Linked DNA regions of Mus musculus: regions 2, 3, 4 and 5 are each linked to region 1. A link is a contact called in public Hi-C, HiChIP or PLAC-seq and promoter capture Hi-C data. All regions are on one chromosome and are shown on one strand. The core of a region is the stretch at or near the end of the contact, and the rest is flanking DNA. Distances in the headings are between cores, read along the strand shown. Region 1 holds the start of Rrm2b (ribonucleotide reductase M2 B (TP53 inducible)). Region 2 holds the start of Rnf19a (ring finger protein 19A). Region 3 holds the start of Ankrd46 (ankyrin repeat domain 46). Region 4 holds the start of A830021M18Rik (a long non-coding RNA gene). Region 5 has its middle 32 kb from the start of Gm41297.

Region 1 (2,590 bases), core at 48-2,547:
GCCCAAGACGACCTTGGTTTCACGATCCTCCTGCTCCTATCCAAGATGCTGGGATCAGAGGTGTTCAATACCATACTCAACTCTTCTTTCACCATATTATTATTTAATTTGTATATCTTATTTGTGTTTGTATACAAGAAGGGGTAGTGCTGGGGATTGAACCCAAGGCCTTGTACATCATCACCTAATGAGCTACAGTCCCATCCCGCTCATTATATTTTTCTGTCGTACTACCATATATGTACCATATGCTGAAAACATAGAAGCAATTCAACCAAGAGTATTGCCACCATCATTATTCACTGTCTTTGGCCCTTGCAATACAAAAGTGTTGAATCTCTTTACAACTTTAACCTTTGCTTTGAAAAGTATCCGTAGCAAGGATATTGGAGTCTACCGTATTTTGGTTGCTTAATCTTGGCTATTTATCTTCGGGTTCAGTTTAATCTGGAACATGAAAATTGCAGTATCGACTACAGGGAAATATCTCAAAGATTAATTCACATAAAGGGCTTAGCAGAATAGAACCTATCAGGTTGTGAAAGTTCAATAAATATTACTCAGTTAAACAATCACAAAGACTTCAAGGTATTTCCCAGGATTTAGCTATTTTTCCTACTCATTCTCAAGCTCCATTCACGCACACACTTTCCCCCTCCAGTTTCTCCTTTTGGTTGCTGAAATACAAGAGTTCCTTTCTCCTTGGAGTTTTTAACAGTGTCGACCTCCCACCCTGCTTTCCACATCCCATCCAGTGGGCAGCTCTACAGCCACTCTGGCAGTCTCTTGGACTGACTGGGTGCAACCTACCGTGTCGCTGGGGCACCACGAGGGCTAGGGAATGTCCCGGCGTGCCAGTCACCTCGTGTACCAGGTAGTCTGGCACAAGTAGGCAGACTGCAAATTCCAGTAGACGCTCTAGAATTCAGAGCAGATGACAGGCTGGGCAACAGCGCGGAAGCTGGGGGAGCAAGAGTGGGCGGGGTCATGCGACGCTAAAGAACAGGCTTGAAGTGCTCTGGTACTGCGGACTGAACTTACGCAGCCGTCGCCGGAGTGGGGACCCTGCTCAGTGAAGAGAAGCGGGCCAGCCGAGGAAGCAGAGTTCGGCGGCGAGGGGCGGGGCCAGCTGAGGTAGGCGGATCTCTGGCGGGGCGGGCCGGGGCCGGCTGAGGTAGGCGGATCTCTGAGACGCTGGGTGGAGCCGGCTGAGGTAGGCGGATCTCTAGGCAGTGGGGCGGGGCCGGCAGGAAAGGCGGATCTTTCAGGCGCCGAGAGTAGCGTGCCTGGGCGGAGCCACCGCAGAGAAGGCCCCTCAATGGGCCGGCTAGAACCCAGGACCGGCGCGGCAAGGCGTGCCCGGAGCAGGAGGAGGTTCGCACAGGACGATCTGATCCTACTAGGATTTGGTCGGCCGCGCTCAGTTCCTCAGCTCGGGTGGCTCTGGTGGAGTCTGCGCGATGGGCGACCCGGAAAGGCCGGAAGCGGCCAGGCCGGAGAAGGGTGAGGTAAATGTCGCAGTCGCTTCATCCTCCACCCCTGGGTCACGCCCGGACTTTAGGTTGCTGCGAGTCAGTCGCAGGTCCGCTGTAGAGTAGTATTTTATTCGTCGCCGTCAGAAACACTGTGCAGGCCGAAAGGAAGCGCCCTCACCTCAGGCTAGTGTTGGGGAGTCGGGAAGGGCGAGCATGGACGCTGTGCTGCTCTGCTCAGGGCGGAGCAGGAACACTCAGGTCCCGGCTGAGGAAGTCTCCGTGTCCCCTTGTTCTCCAACCTCTGCTCTCCAGTCTTTCTTTTCTTGTCGGGAGCCCTGGCGGGTGAAAAAGGGCTGTGACGGATCTACGCAAGAGAGGTGAACCATCAGATGCAGTTGAGGAACTCGTGTGGAAACTGATGCAGGTGGATGAGGGGAGGAGATGACAGGTGAAGGGAGGACGAGAAACCCTTACAACGAATAAAAGACTGGGAGACCAGTTTTCCTCACACCGAACTTCTAACTGAATCTTCGGGGTGTCTCTTCATTTCAGTAGTGGAAGTGTTTCTTCCTTCACAAAGAATGAAGTGCTTTATGCAAAGTGTTTAATAAATCTAAAATTAACCCGTGCTAGCAGAAAGAAGTATGTAATAAGAGCAAACAAAAATTATACGGCTTTATAGTAATGTAAGTTGTTACTGTGTAATTCCAACTCCACATTTTGGAGACAAATATTCTAAACCATCTGGAATACAAGTAATACTTTTTTTTTTTTTTTTTTTTTTTTTTTTGGTATGTGAGCCTGTTTCTCTTTGTGGTGTCTTGAAGTTAATACTGTGGCAAGTTGGAAGGGGCCATAAAAGTTTGAGCCCACATATATTCATGCTTATACTGGCATTTCTAGACAAAGATGGAGGTTCTAAGTTGATTTTTATTCTGTAATCGTTTAATAATAAATTATGTCTATCCCTTAATTTTCCCCTTGAAACAAAGATACTCAGCACCAATTTCTCCTTTCCGGCAATATTTAGACTTCTCTGGTTTGCCAATGACACCAGGAATCATTCTGGCTTAACACCTGAAAGTTAACTTTTAAAAAAAAAAATTACTTTTAAT
Region 2 (2,590 bases), core at 36-2,535, 1.7 Mb after region 1:
TTGACGATCCCTTCTCTCAAACGACTTTAGCTTGTCTCATGTTAAGATAAAACTATCTAATACAAGATGCCTCCATAGATTCAAGTGGAGATGTCCTTCAGGTATATCTCTCTCAGGATATGCATATTGGACTAGTAAGTAACAGCAGACCCTTCCAATTTCTAGGAAGACAGAAATTTAATTTCTCAGAACTATGATGACTATAGAGAGTACAGGACCACTGTTATTCTGCACAATTCTTTACTCAAAACCCTTACCAGTCATTACTCCATTTGTACTGCAAAGCTACTCTTGCACTATCCGTAGGCTTAAAGTGTCCTGTAGATTATTGGGCATCGAATGCAGCCTTTTGATAGCATTTTAAGGTATACACATAATGGCTCTCAACTTCCAATAAATGGAAATCATATCCATACTTACTCCCTTTAAGATGTATGGTCAAAGACATTTAGCCCTAGATCGCCTAGCCTGTTTCTAACTGGGAAAAATTTACTGTGTTACCAAAGAGGCCAAGTGGGGTTTGAAAAAATATGGCTCCTTGGTGAGTTTCTAGTTTAGACACACTGAAATAAGGATCGAGTGATATATTTAGATTAAGTAACAGATGGTGGATGGACATTTTGGCATCCATCACATCCATTTCTCAGGATTCTAAGGAAATGATCTAAGTCCCCAAGAGAAATAAACGGAGAGGATGGGATCAGGACAGGAAAGGGATCTGTTTATTTAACTAACTCTATACCAAGTCTTATGTAGGTGAAAAATTCAAAGGGTGTCCGACTGGATCAAAAGCTGGAGGGGAATGGAAGACACAGGCTGGGCCAAAGTAACTCCTACTGTATCAGACATTGATAAGACCTGAGATATTTCTTTGGGGACGACTCGGCTCTGCTCTCCCGAGGGTTGCCAATCAAGCAGGTGAACAAAGGATTGAAAAGCTAAGTCAGGGTCCTGTCGCTCAGGAAGCGCTCCACTTGGAACGCGGCTCCCGCCGTCCCTTCCTATCACCTCACGGAGACGGGGTCGGGGTTACAAGAAGGGCGTCTCCCGCCCCACTGCCCGGCGCGTTCCGAGTAAGTCGCCGCCCGCGGGAGGGCCGGCGGCGAGAGCGCGCAGTGCGAGGCGAACGTGCTGGAGCCAAGGAACCACCGCGTCCCAGAGATAACCGCGGCTGGTCGACGTGGGGCGGGGCGGGGCTTGACGCCAAGACGCAAGGCGCGCTGGGCGGGGCTATGCCGGGTGGGGCAGGAGGGAGTGGAGGGGGCGGGGCCTGGGGGCGAGGGCGGGGGAGAATGGCAGTTGCTGTGTTGGTTCCCGGCTGCGACGGTCCGACTGGAGTCACAGAGGGGAGTTCGGGAAAGCGGCCGCCCGCAACCGTTCCACCGGCAGCTCTCGCCCTAGCTGAGAAGGTTCCGCGGCGGTGCTGAAAAGTCGTCCTCCGTTCTGCCTCCGCTTTCTGCCTCCGCGGGATGGGCCTGCTCGCCAGCCGCCCCGCGCCGCCGCCGCCCTGAGGAGCTGAGGTACGGCAGGCGCCGGAGCCGCGGGAGCCGGGCGGCTCCCCTACGGATGGGGATTCAAGGCGCCGCTCAGGCCTCGGTCTGGGGCCGGGAGACCGTTGCGGCCGTCTCCGGGGTGCGGGCCGGGGCGTGGGGGGCCGGGCCTGTGGCCCCGTCGGTGTTGTGACTGTCCACGGCGCTGCCCCGAGCGTTCCGGGGCGGCGGAGCGGACGAGACCCGAGGGCGGCCGCCGTGGGGAGGCGGCGGGGGCGGAGCGCATTCCTGACGGGTGAAATCGCCTCTAACGGGACGCTTTCCGGGCCTCGCCGCACACTGGGCGCCGCGGACTTCGCCCCCGAAGCCTGCCGCCTGGGGCCCGGGAGGGCGGCGGGGAGATGACCGCCTCCTTCGGGAGCGGAGATCGCGCACACAAGCAGGCACCGGCGCGGAAAGCCGTATAGCCTGGGGATGAACGGGGGTCTTCCGGACTCCACGTCTGGGGTTTTCCCTGCCCTCACCCCGAGTGAGGCCACCACTTTGAATTGCCAGTTTTTCCTTCGGTCTGGGATTCCGCTCTACTGTCGCTCTCTTCTCTTTTTCCATTTCCACTAATGGGAAGAAGTGGTTTAGGTTCGTTAATCCTGAGACAAGGGCAGCAAATAAAAGAGGGAAGAGAATGGTGAAGGCTATATATGGGAAAAAGAAAGGTTTAATTTTTGCTTGTTGGCGCCCTTGGAGATAGAAATACACGACTGGTGCTTTACTTTGTGTAGGGTTGAGAATGTCGCAAAATGTTGGTAATGATAGGACGGCCTTTAAATGCAGCTGCAATTTTCAAACCTAGGGTTGGCTATAAAGGCTGGTGTAAAATGATAGCAAACGGGAGGTATGAAAGCGGGCCTTTCCGTGGTTGGTGCCTTCAAAATATTTTGATCTTCCTCATTCTACTTTGTGTATGTTTGTGTATACGCACGCGTACCTGGCAGTCTTTGATTATTTAATATTTTAACCAGAATTTCTTGACCCTTTTCATTGTATGTAGTGTGACGAGATACTTGTCTTTTTTTCCCTTTCCGGTTTTGCTATAAACCGGT
Region 3 (2,590 bases), core at 28-2,527, 1.5 Mb after region 1:
TTAGAATACAATCAATAAACTCTCAAGTTGTTTGATACACCAACCGGGGAAGAATAAATTGTAAGAATAGAATTATCATTTAAATTACCCAATGATTTGGCACAGTGCATGGGCATATATGAAGATATTATGGACTTAGCCACTGACAAATTGATTAATGTATCCCCAATTTACAGAATATTTATAGTCAGTCACTGCACAAGTAAATGTTAAATAGCTAAAGATGATTGGCAGCCCTGGGGATGGCTGAGCTCACCCTGCCCTGGTGTGTGGCCTGTGTGTGTATATGTGCACAGGCCCATGCATTCACAAACATGAGTGTGCAAACACTTAACATGCACTTGCACATGGAGACCAGAGGTCAGCCTCAGGTGACATACCTTAAGAGCCAATCATCTTGATTTTTTTTTGAGAGGACTCTCATTAAAGCCCATGAATAGCCCAGGCTGGCAGACTGGTCAGGGGGACCACTGAGACCCAGCTATCTCCTACTAGCCAGAACTTGGATTACCACATGCCAGCATGCTTGGCTTTTTATGTGGGTTCTGGGGTGACTTCAGGACCTTATGCTTGCAATGCAGGTCCTTTACCAACTGAGCTATCTCTCCAGCCTTCTTATAATCCTTAAATGAAAGGAATATGAGGTTTCCTTAAGCCAGGCAATACTCCTATACATCTATTTGACATTGCCGGGGGCTGGGGGCGGGAGGACGACTTAGATGTAATTCTTGAACAGACAACACCCTACAGGGTCATCTGGTGGGTTGGATGATACTAGAATTTGTAGAACAGTGTTTAAAAGAAGTCACCTTGGCTATATGACTGGAGTTGAGAGAGAGAGAGAGAGATAGAGAGAGAGAGAGAAGCTCTGTGAAAGAATGTTCCATATATGGGTGTATCATCATTTTCACATGTCATGATAAGTCAAGGAACCCTTATAAGTGGGTGTAAGCATTCACTCTGAATAATAACTCGGCAGGATTATAGCTTAGAGTAGACTTGTCAGCCATTATTTGCTAACTTGTGGATTCAGATTTTAAACACCTCCCCTGCAGCCCTAAACTAATAAATTAATGCGCGTGGCACTTAATATATTTGTTTCTGCCTTTTAAATTTCTACTTAGTTGAGGGAATGGGATGTATGTTTTTTAAAAGGGGTGAATGTGCGCGATGCTGGCTAGAGGCCGAACCGCCATGAGAGCCTCCCGCCTGCAGGGGGCGCGCCGCCGCGGGGTGCGAGGCCGCTCTGCCCTCGCGAGCTCCACCTCTGTGGTCGTCCGCGCCCCGCCTGTCGCCGCTGGAGAGGAGGAGCTGCTGCCATCACTGCTGCCGCGGGCGCAGGTACCAGGGCCGGGGCCGTGGGCAGCAGCTGGGCGGGAGCCGGTGACAGCTCCTCTGAGGGCCGTGGAGCCCGGCGCGGGTCCGAGCGGCTTCCGCGCGGGCGATGCTGGCAGGAGGGCCCGGGTCAGGCCTGGGAGCTTGCGCGGATGATGCCCGCGGGTATTCGCGGGTCTCAGGCAGCCCACGCCCCAGCCCGATGGCGGCGTCCTTCCCAGGCAGGGATTCAAAGCATAGCTAGGAATTGTCAACACCTTAGCGGTTCACGAGGAGACCGAAGCCCGGGCGTGCGTGGGCGCTGTGGAGGTGCGTGTGATCTGTCCGGACTGTCACACTGCCCAGGGTATCCGCGGAGAGAAAAGATTTGCACACTTTGCGCTTAGGCCTCAGGTGATCATGAACTTTCACACTTGACACGCGTCGTTAAAACGCAGTTGCTTCCTCTCCGGATTTCCCAACAACCGTCTTAGGGAGAAGACATTTATTTTAACAGCGTTCCACAGACTCTAGAATTGGCTGCGGAATGTAATAAGTGTGTGTTATTGAAGAGTAAATAACACTGCCCACTCTTCAGAACGTGGCATTAGTACTTAGGCGCTTCCCAAGGTGCCATCAGTGGTGTGGTGATTTTTCATGTTACAGTAACAGCTGGCTATCTTCATGTCAGATATTGTGCCTAATGGTCCTTTTTAAAATCTTTGCAACAACCCTGACAAGTACCATCTCTGATTTGCAGATAAAGAAGCTGAGGCACAGAGTCTTAAGTCAACCTGTCCAAGCCCAGACAGTTGGCAGACTAAGTGGGACCGGAGACGCCCAAGACTTCACGCCAGCATCCCTTTACCTTGCAAAGGTAGTAGTGTTCCTTAAGATTTTTGTTTATTGATAGAATTCGTAGCCTGAACTGGTTTCTCTTAGACTTATGCTTATGGAGTATGCAAGAGCCTGTGCCACTGTCCTTTTAGTTTCAAGGGAGTTTAATGAGAAATGCATTTGTTCTTTAAGCCTTGTAGTGATAATAAAGTTAAATGTCCTGGATTCTTACTGTTTCAGCATAGGTTGATTTGATGGAGGAGTGCGTCTGTGATTGTCTATCCACATTAGCTGTGTGTTGGTTAGTTGTATTTTCACAGCAGTTCTAGTGAGTGTACCTTGCACACATAGCATTCTGCCAAGCAGAAAGATTCCCCGACTCCTACAAGAAGCTAGTGTCTCACAGGATACCAGAGAGACGTGGGAGAGAACTGCTACG
Region 4 (2,590 bases), core at 42-2,541, 1.2 Mb after region 1:
GGAGGGAGACAGCAAGGGGGAATGTGGAGAGCTCAGGATTGTCAGGCAGCACCGCCCTGAACAGAGAGTGAGGGGCGGATGGAAAGTACGTGGTGGCGGCAGAATCAGGGGAGCAGGGAACCGGGAGTGGAGAGCAAGCAGCAAGAAAACGTGGGGTAGGGAATGGTCTACAGATCGCTAGCTAGAGAGTTGTAAAAGTTTGCTATTAAAGTTCCAGTAAACGGCCATTTAGAGTTATTCTTTGATGGGTATAGGGGCCAAATTTTAACCAGGAGACGTGCTAGCAAAGATATTCCCTTCTGGGTGAGAATAGGAGCAAGTGACTTCCCCGTTCCCCGGTGTCTCTAGTACAAATGTGATAGCTAGAAACAGAGGCAGCCAAAACAGATCACCAGCCACGCAGTGAACTAGCAGCTGAGCTGCGGGACCAGTGCACGAGCTGTGTGTGGGGCTCAGAGCCTGAGGGAGGATGGTTTGCCTAAGCGTAGGATTTTTTCAGCAGTGTGCAAGAGAAGCCAAGAGAAAAACCGTCAGAGAAAGAGAGACAGAGACAGAGAGAGCACTCACCCAGGGGTAGAGGTCCGAGAACGAAGCATCAGTAAGAAGACCAGGACACCACGGGGTGGCTGCAAGCTCAACAGCCCTCCCTTGGGACCAGAGGGCGTTTATGCTGACCAGTGAGAGTAGGGAGCTTTACCAATTCTCCAGTGCTTGGGTGGAGAGGTCTAGCAAGAGATCCATCCCATGGCTGCAAAGTCCATGTGGCAGCACGGAAATATGAGCTCATGCAACCTGTGAGTTTCTAAATCCCAGGCACAGCACCCGTGTTGGTAGAGGCGCTGTATGGTGGGTGAGGTGGAAGGGCTGCCTCCACAGGCCCCCGCTGAGGCATCCCCTCCCCCTGAGGCATGGTATGGAGTTTATTTAGGGCATGGGGAAGGTGGGAGGCAGAGAAAGGCGGGAGGTGGGGAGAGGAGAGGGAGAAGCAGGCCAGGAACACATGGGGAGAGGAAGGGGGGAGCGGGAGAAGGGGCAGGTAGTAAGAAAGAGGATCAGACAGCGAGGAAGAGACATGCAGACCCTTTTAGAGTGAGCCAGGCATACCTGGCTATTGCCAGGTCATGCCAACAGTAACTTCTGCTCTTTAGCAGCCTGTAGTGACATTAATTCTCTTTACATTTAGACAATTTAAGTGTCTAAAGATTGGTGACCCAACCAGGAGAGCAATAGCAAAGCATTATATGGCAAGCATTTGTACCACACTCCCTTGTGACATAGCCCAGCCCATCAAAGGTCTGTACCACACCCTCTTGTGACATAGCCCAGCCCATCAAGTACCAGCATCCTCCCAGGTGTATGTTAGCTTCCTCCAGCTGTGGGCCGCGTTGGGTGCCAGAAGTGCTTCTCTGTCCTCTGTTTCCTCCCTCAGGGTGTCCAGGCACCAGGCTTGAAGGATGAAGTGGAGTCTGGAACAGGTTGGGACTGGCTCTCAGTCCAGCTGAACTCACATGTGGGCATGGGGTGGAGGGCTTCACCAAGGAAGGCCTTCTCTGGCGATTTTAGTCTTACAGCTCTTTTAGATGACTCCCAATGAAGTGGCTCTTAGATGGTCTTCAGTGAAATAGCTGGTGCTCACTTACTTTATTTGGGTGGACAAGGGCTGTATATGAACTTTGGAGAGTGGAGAGGAGTTTTCAGGGTGAATGTTGATGACTGGCTGGAGCTCAGTGAACTGGGAACGCCTCTTTTGTGTGGAAAAGCTCTCCAGGAATCCCAGGTATTTGCTGGGCAGGTTCTTATGGGGTGTAGGGAGAGGAATTTGTAGGTTTGCCAAGGACCCCATTACCTTCCTCAGGTAGAGGATGGGGGGGTAGTCAGAGAAGTGGAAGCCCTGCTAGAAAAAGGGAATTCTCCATTTTGTGCTGAGCTCAGAGGAGCTACACAAAACATGGGGATGTTCCATTAGCTGAATGTTGCTAGAGGAGTGATCTTACACGCGTTCGCAACCGGCCAGGAAAGACGCAACAAACCAGAATCTTCTGCGGCAAAGCTTTATTGCTTACTCAGGAGCAAGAGAGGAAGAGCGCGGCAGAGAGAGGCAGAGAGGAAGAGAGAGAGAGAGAGACACAGAGAGACGCAGAGAGAGAGGCAGAGAGAGGGGCAGAGAGGGAGAGAGGCAGAGAGCAGAGGAAGAGAGCAGAGGAAAAGACGAAGAGGCGAAGAGATGAAGAGAAGAAGAAACGAAGAGACGAAGAGGCGAAGAGAAAGAGTGCCAGAACCCCGTCCCTTTTAAGGAGAATTATCCTCCGCCTAGGACGTGTCGCTCCCTGATTGGCTGCAGCCCATTGGCCCAGTTGTCATCACAAAAAAGGCAGAGCACATGGCGGGAAAACTGCCCCTGCACATGTGCAGATTATTTACTACTTAGAACACAGCTGTCAGCGCCATCTTATAATGGCAAATGTGAGTGCGGCTCCCCACAGAGTGAAGCCCAAAGACTTGTGTCAAGGTGCTCATGAGTCCAGCATGGGACAGTCTGGGAAAGCCGGAGTTTATGGAGTTTATAGGTCAGTGGTCTCCAGAGGTTGGC
Region 5 (2,590 bases), core at 32-2,531, 1.2 Mb after region 1:
GGAAAGACCTGCTTGGTGCCTGCTGCCCTTAAGTATGGAGTCAGATGGCTCTGTGAATTCAAAACAAAACTAATCCTTGATACCATTTTTCTTCCCCGAACCTCAGATTTCTTATTGGTAAATTAGGAATGAGCTGTGGTGAAGACTAAGCAGTTCAATAAACAGAAGTGAAGCTTGCAGACAGGCACTGCGACCTATGTTCTCCAGGCTCTGATGACTCCAGGAGATGACTGGCCAGCACCAAAACTAAACCATGTAAGGAGCAAGGGCCTTGACCTTGGTGATGGAAGTACTTTGACACAAAGATGATGTTGGGTTTGACCAACCATGTCAGGCACTGAGGCTAATAGGCATGCCCAGGGAGACTGACACAGAGGTGGAGACCCATCTTGTACTGGCCCTGCCTGGCCACCGAGGGTCTCCCTGACCCAGCTGCCTTTTAACTTTCACTTCCCATTTAGAAATCAGATGCCTTGGTGGGGCAGGAAAACAGAACCTCTCACCCAGGAGACATGTTGGAGCTGGAGCCTGGCCCCCATCACTTGAACAACAGACAGTGCGGCCAAGGGAATTTACTGCACCTATCCTTAGCTGTAAAATGCAAAGGGTCATGGCCTCTATCTTGAGGGGAAATGTAGAATCTGACTAATATAATATAGCGAATCAACCCTAAGATGTATTGGCTGAGAACACACCACTCACTGTGTCTCAGAGTTGTGTGCCCAGGAATGTTTGTGAGGCTCTTGGGAGAACTGGCTCCATCCCTCACCTGGGCAGTAGAGTGTGTAGTTTTTGTTACCCTGCCGTAAGCTTCAGGAACAGGCTGCAGGCTGCGCTACCAGCCCCTATGCACACACACACACCAGTTAATCTCAAAATGCCTTTGCTAACTCAATGACTGGGTACTGCTAAACATCCCCTGCCACTCTGGCATAATCAGATACAGTGACCATTGACTCACATGGCTGGTTGGCTTTATCTCCTTTAACTCCCTCTCTCCTAGGTCTGCTAGCTTGCCTGTGGGGACCTTGGAAGTCCCACCTGTTCTGCCCAGGTCATTGACAGCTAGCATCTTTATTGATGAATCGAGAACCTATTGAAGAACAGGACCTCAGCATCAGCACCACCCCCTATAGAGCAGCACAGTAGAGCTGACCCTGATGGTGGGGGTGCAGGTGAGATGCTCTGACAGCATGAGCGTGGGAGAGCTGGCCCAGCCCCTTACTGGCTGCAGCACTAGGGAGAATGGGCCTTGAACCTTAGCTGAGCAGCACAGCAGAACTCCCCCTGGTGGCAAAGGTAGGGATACGCTGCCTCCCACCACATGAGAACATGAGAACAGGCAGGTAGACCTTGACCCTGGCCAGTTGTAGCATTGGATGAGCTAGGGCAGTGCTGTAGAGCTCACACTGGTGGCTCGGGTGCAGGAGTGTTGCAGTAAATCTCCCAAATATGCCCTGGTAATGAAAACACAACACAGTTAATATGATTACATGCAGTGCGTCTAGATTGGGCATATCTACCGCTACACTACCATCTTCCACAGCTCATGAGACCCCTTAGAACTTGCGGTTTCTCCAGGCCATGTGCTTCTGCTCTGCTTTTCTTCCTCCTCCTCCTCCTCTGCATTTTCTCCTTCTTCTCTCCCTCACCTTCTGCTCCACCTTCCCTTTTATCTGCCCAATCATCAGCTTTCCTTTATTTTACAAATTAAGGTGGGAAGCAGGTTTACAGGAAATCACCTGAGTGCTGACTCATTCCTCATTCACATGAAACCCTTCACTGGAGAATGGAATTAACATAAAATGTAATTAGCCCCAGGGCTATCCACAACATTGGAGAGCTGGCAGACTGACCAACTCAGCTACCCCCCAGACCAAGGTCTAGCACTTTGAGCTGGCACACCCCAACATCTGTCCCATCTATGATCTGCTGGAATTTGTGAAGGGGCCAGCCCTGCAGATCCAAAGCTGAAGGAACTCCATGGCACAGGACAACAGAATATCTGAGAGGTGTCCCAGTGAGGATCCGGTATTGATGGTATAGCAGAAGATGGTGTAGCCTTGAAACAGAGCCATGACTCATTGCAATGAACATTTGCTCTGAGGTCAGGAACAGTTTAATCAAATTATTCAGGGTATGGGTGGCTCTCTAGAGAGTGGTTTGTTATCAGTTTGGTCTTCCCCACTCCCTTTCCCACTCCTATTACCCCCATCTCTGTCTGTCTGTCTGTCTGTCTGTCTGTCTGTCTGTCTGTCTGTCATGTGCTTGCAGACTTATAAGGAAACAAGAAGGTCCTCACTACATGTGGTCCCTCGATCTTGGACTTTACATCCCCTGGACACATGAGCTAAATAAATGTCTACCGTGTGTGTGGCTTATCCAGCCCGAGGTTTTCTGTTCCAGTAGCAGAAGACAGGACAAAAGGTCCACATGACAGGGGAGACAAAAGGAGGCTGAGGGGTTCACCTAGTGGCCAGGTGTTGTATACTGCCTGGGCCCCTGCTTTCTACCCTGTCTTACTGTTCCTAGGTCTGTGTCCTTTGCTGGCTCCTTCTCTTCCTGGTTATGTCATCATTTATGTGTGGGA

The links. Promoter capture Hi-C pulls out the DNA fragments that hold promoters and counts their contacts. A called contact is a pair of places that touch in the nucleus more often than the background predicts. HiChIP or PLAC-seq counts read pairs in DNA pulled down with a chosen protein or histone mark. Capture Hi-C pulls out chosen DNA fragments and counts their contacts.
Region 2: a contact with region 1 is called in a Hi-C map of uterus, with 14 times the contacts expected there. The contact joins the promoter of Rnf19a here to the promoter of Rrm2b in region 1. A contact is called at or near these places in 3 of 39 promoter capture datasets (3T3-L1-derived adipocytes, liver and pre-B cells), 3 of 484 Hi-C or Micro-C datasets (B cells, muscle stem cells and uterus), 3 of 115 datasets of contacts at active chromatin or transcription factors (large pre-B cells, pancreatic cancer cells and pro-B cells) and 1 of 9 other capture datasets (liver).
Region 3: a promoter capture Hi-C map of liver shows a contact between it and region 1, with 3 times the contacts expected there. The contact joins the promoter of Ankrd46 here to the promoter of Rrm2b in region 1. A contact is called at or near these places in 2 of 39 promoter capture datasets (liver and pre-B cells) and 2 of 9 other capture datasets (adipose tissue and liver).
Region 4: a contact with region 1 is called in a promoter capture Hi-C map of pre-B cells, with 4 times the contacts expected there. The contact joins the promoter of A830021M18Rik here to the promoter of Rrm2b in region 1. A contact is called at or near these places in 6 of 39 promoter capture datasets (the 3T3-L1 cell line, hippocampal neurons, liver and 1 more), 3 of 115 datasets of contacts at active chromatin or transcription factors (astrocytes, embryonic stem cells and pancreatic cancer cells) and 1 of 9 other capture datasets (liver).
Region 5: an H3K27ac HiChIP or PLAC-seq map of embryonic stem cells shows a contact between it and region 1, with 2.7 times the contacts expected there. The contact joins the enhancer-like site here to the promoter of Rrm2b in region 1. A contact is called at or near these places in 4 of 39 promoter capture datasets (the C10 cell line, liver, pre-B cells and 1 more), 4 of 115 datasets of contacts at active chromatin or transcription factors (astrocytes, embryonic stem cells and pro-B cells) and 2 of 9 other capture datasets (adipose tissue and pancreatic islet).

What each region holds. Positions count from the first base shown.
Region 1 is chr15:37,959,762-37,962,351 of GRCm38.p6, reverse strand. It overlaps Rrm2b (ribonucleotide reductase M2 B (TP53 inducible)), which reads left to right and starts at 1,297. Exons shown (of 9, transcript NM_199476.1): 1 at 1,297-1,508. The coding sequence starts at 1,461. It overlaps Gm49085 (a long non-coding RNA gene), which reads right to left and starts at 1,194. Exons shown (of 2, transcript XR_003951596.1): 1 at 811-1,194.
Region 2 is chr15:36,281,842-36,284,431 of GRCm38.p6, reverse strand. It overlaps Rnf19a (ring finger protein 19A), which reads left to right and starts at 1,285. Exons shown (of 10, transcript NM_013923.2): 1 at 1,285-1,520.
Region 3 is chr15:36,495,478-36,498,067 of GRCm38.p6, reverse strand. It overlaps Ankrd46 (ankyrin repeat domain 46), which reads left to right and starts at 1,277. Exons shown (of 5, transcript NM_175134.4): 1 at 1,277-1,341; 2 at 2,075-2,191.
Region 4 is chr15:36,724,946-36,727,535 of GRCm38.p6, reverse strand. It overlaps A830021M18Rik (a long non-coding RNA gene), which reads right to left and starts at 1,291. Exons shown (of 3, transcript XR_875150.3): 1 at 568-1,291. All of the region lies in intron 1 of Gm41297 (a long non-coding RNA gene), which reads left to right.
Region 5 is chr15:36,759,487-36,762,076 of GRCm38.p6, reverse strand. No RefSeq gene overlaps it. Among named protein-coding and RNA genes, the nearest start is that of Gm41297, 32 kb to the right of the region's middle. Within about 2 kb of position 1,281, at least 43 of the 459 cell types and tissues checked have an H3K27ac peak or open chromatin away from gene starts, as enhancers often do. A contact at or near this core is called in embryonic stem cells, where this site is marked.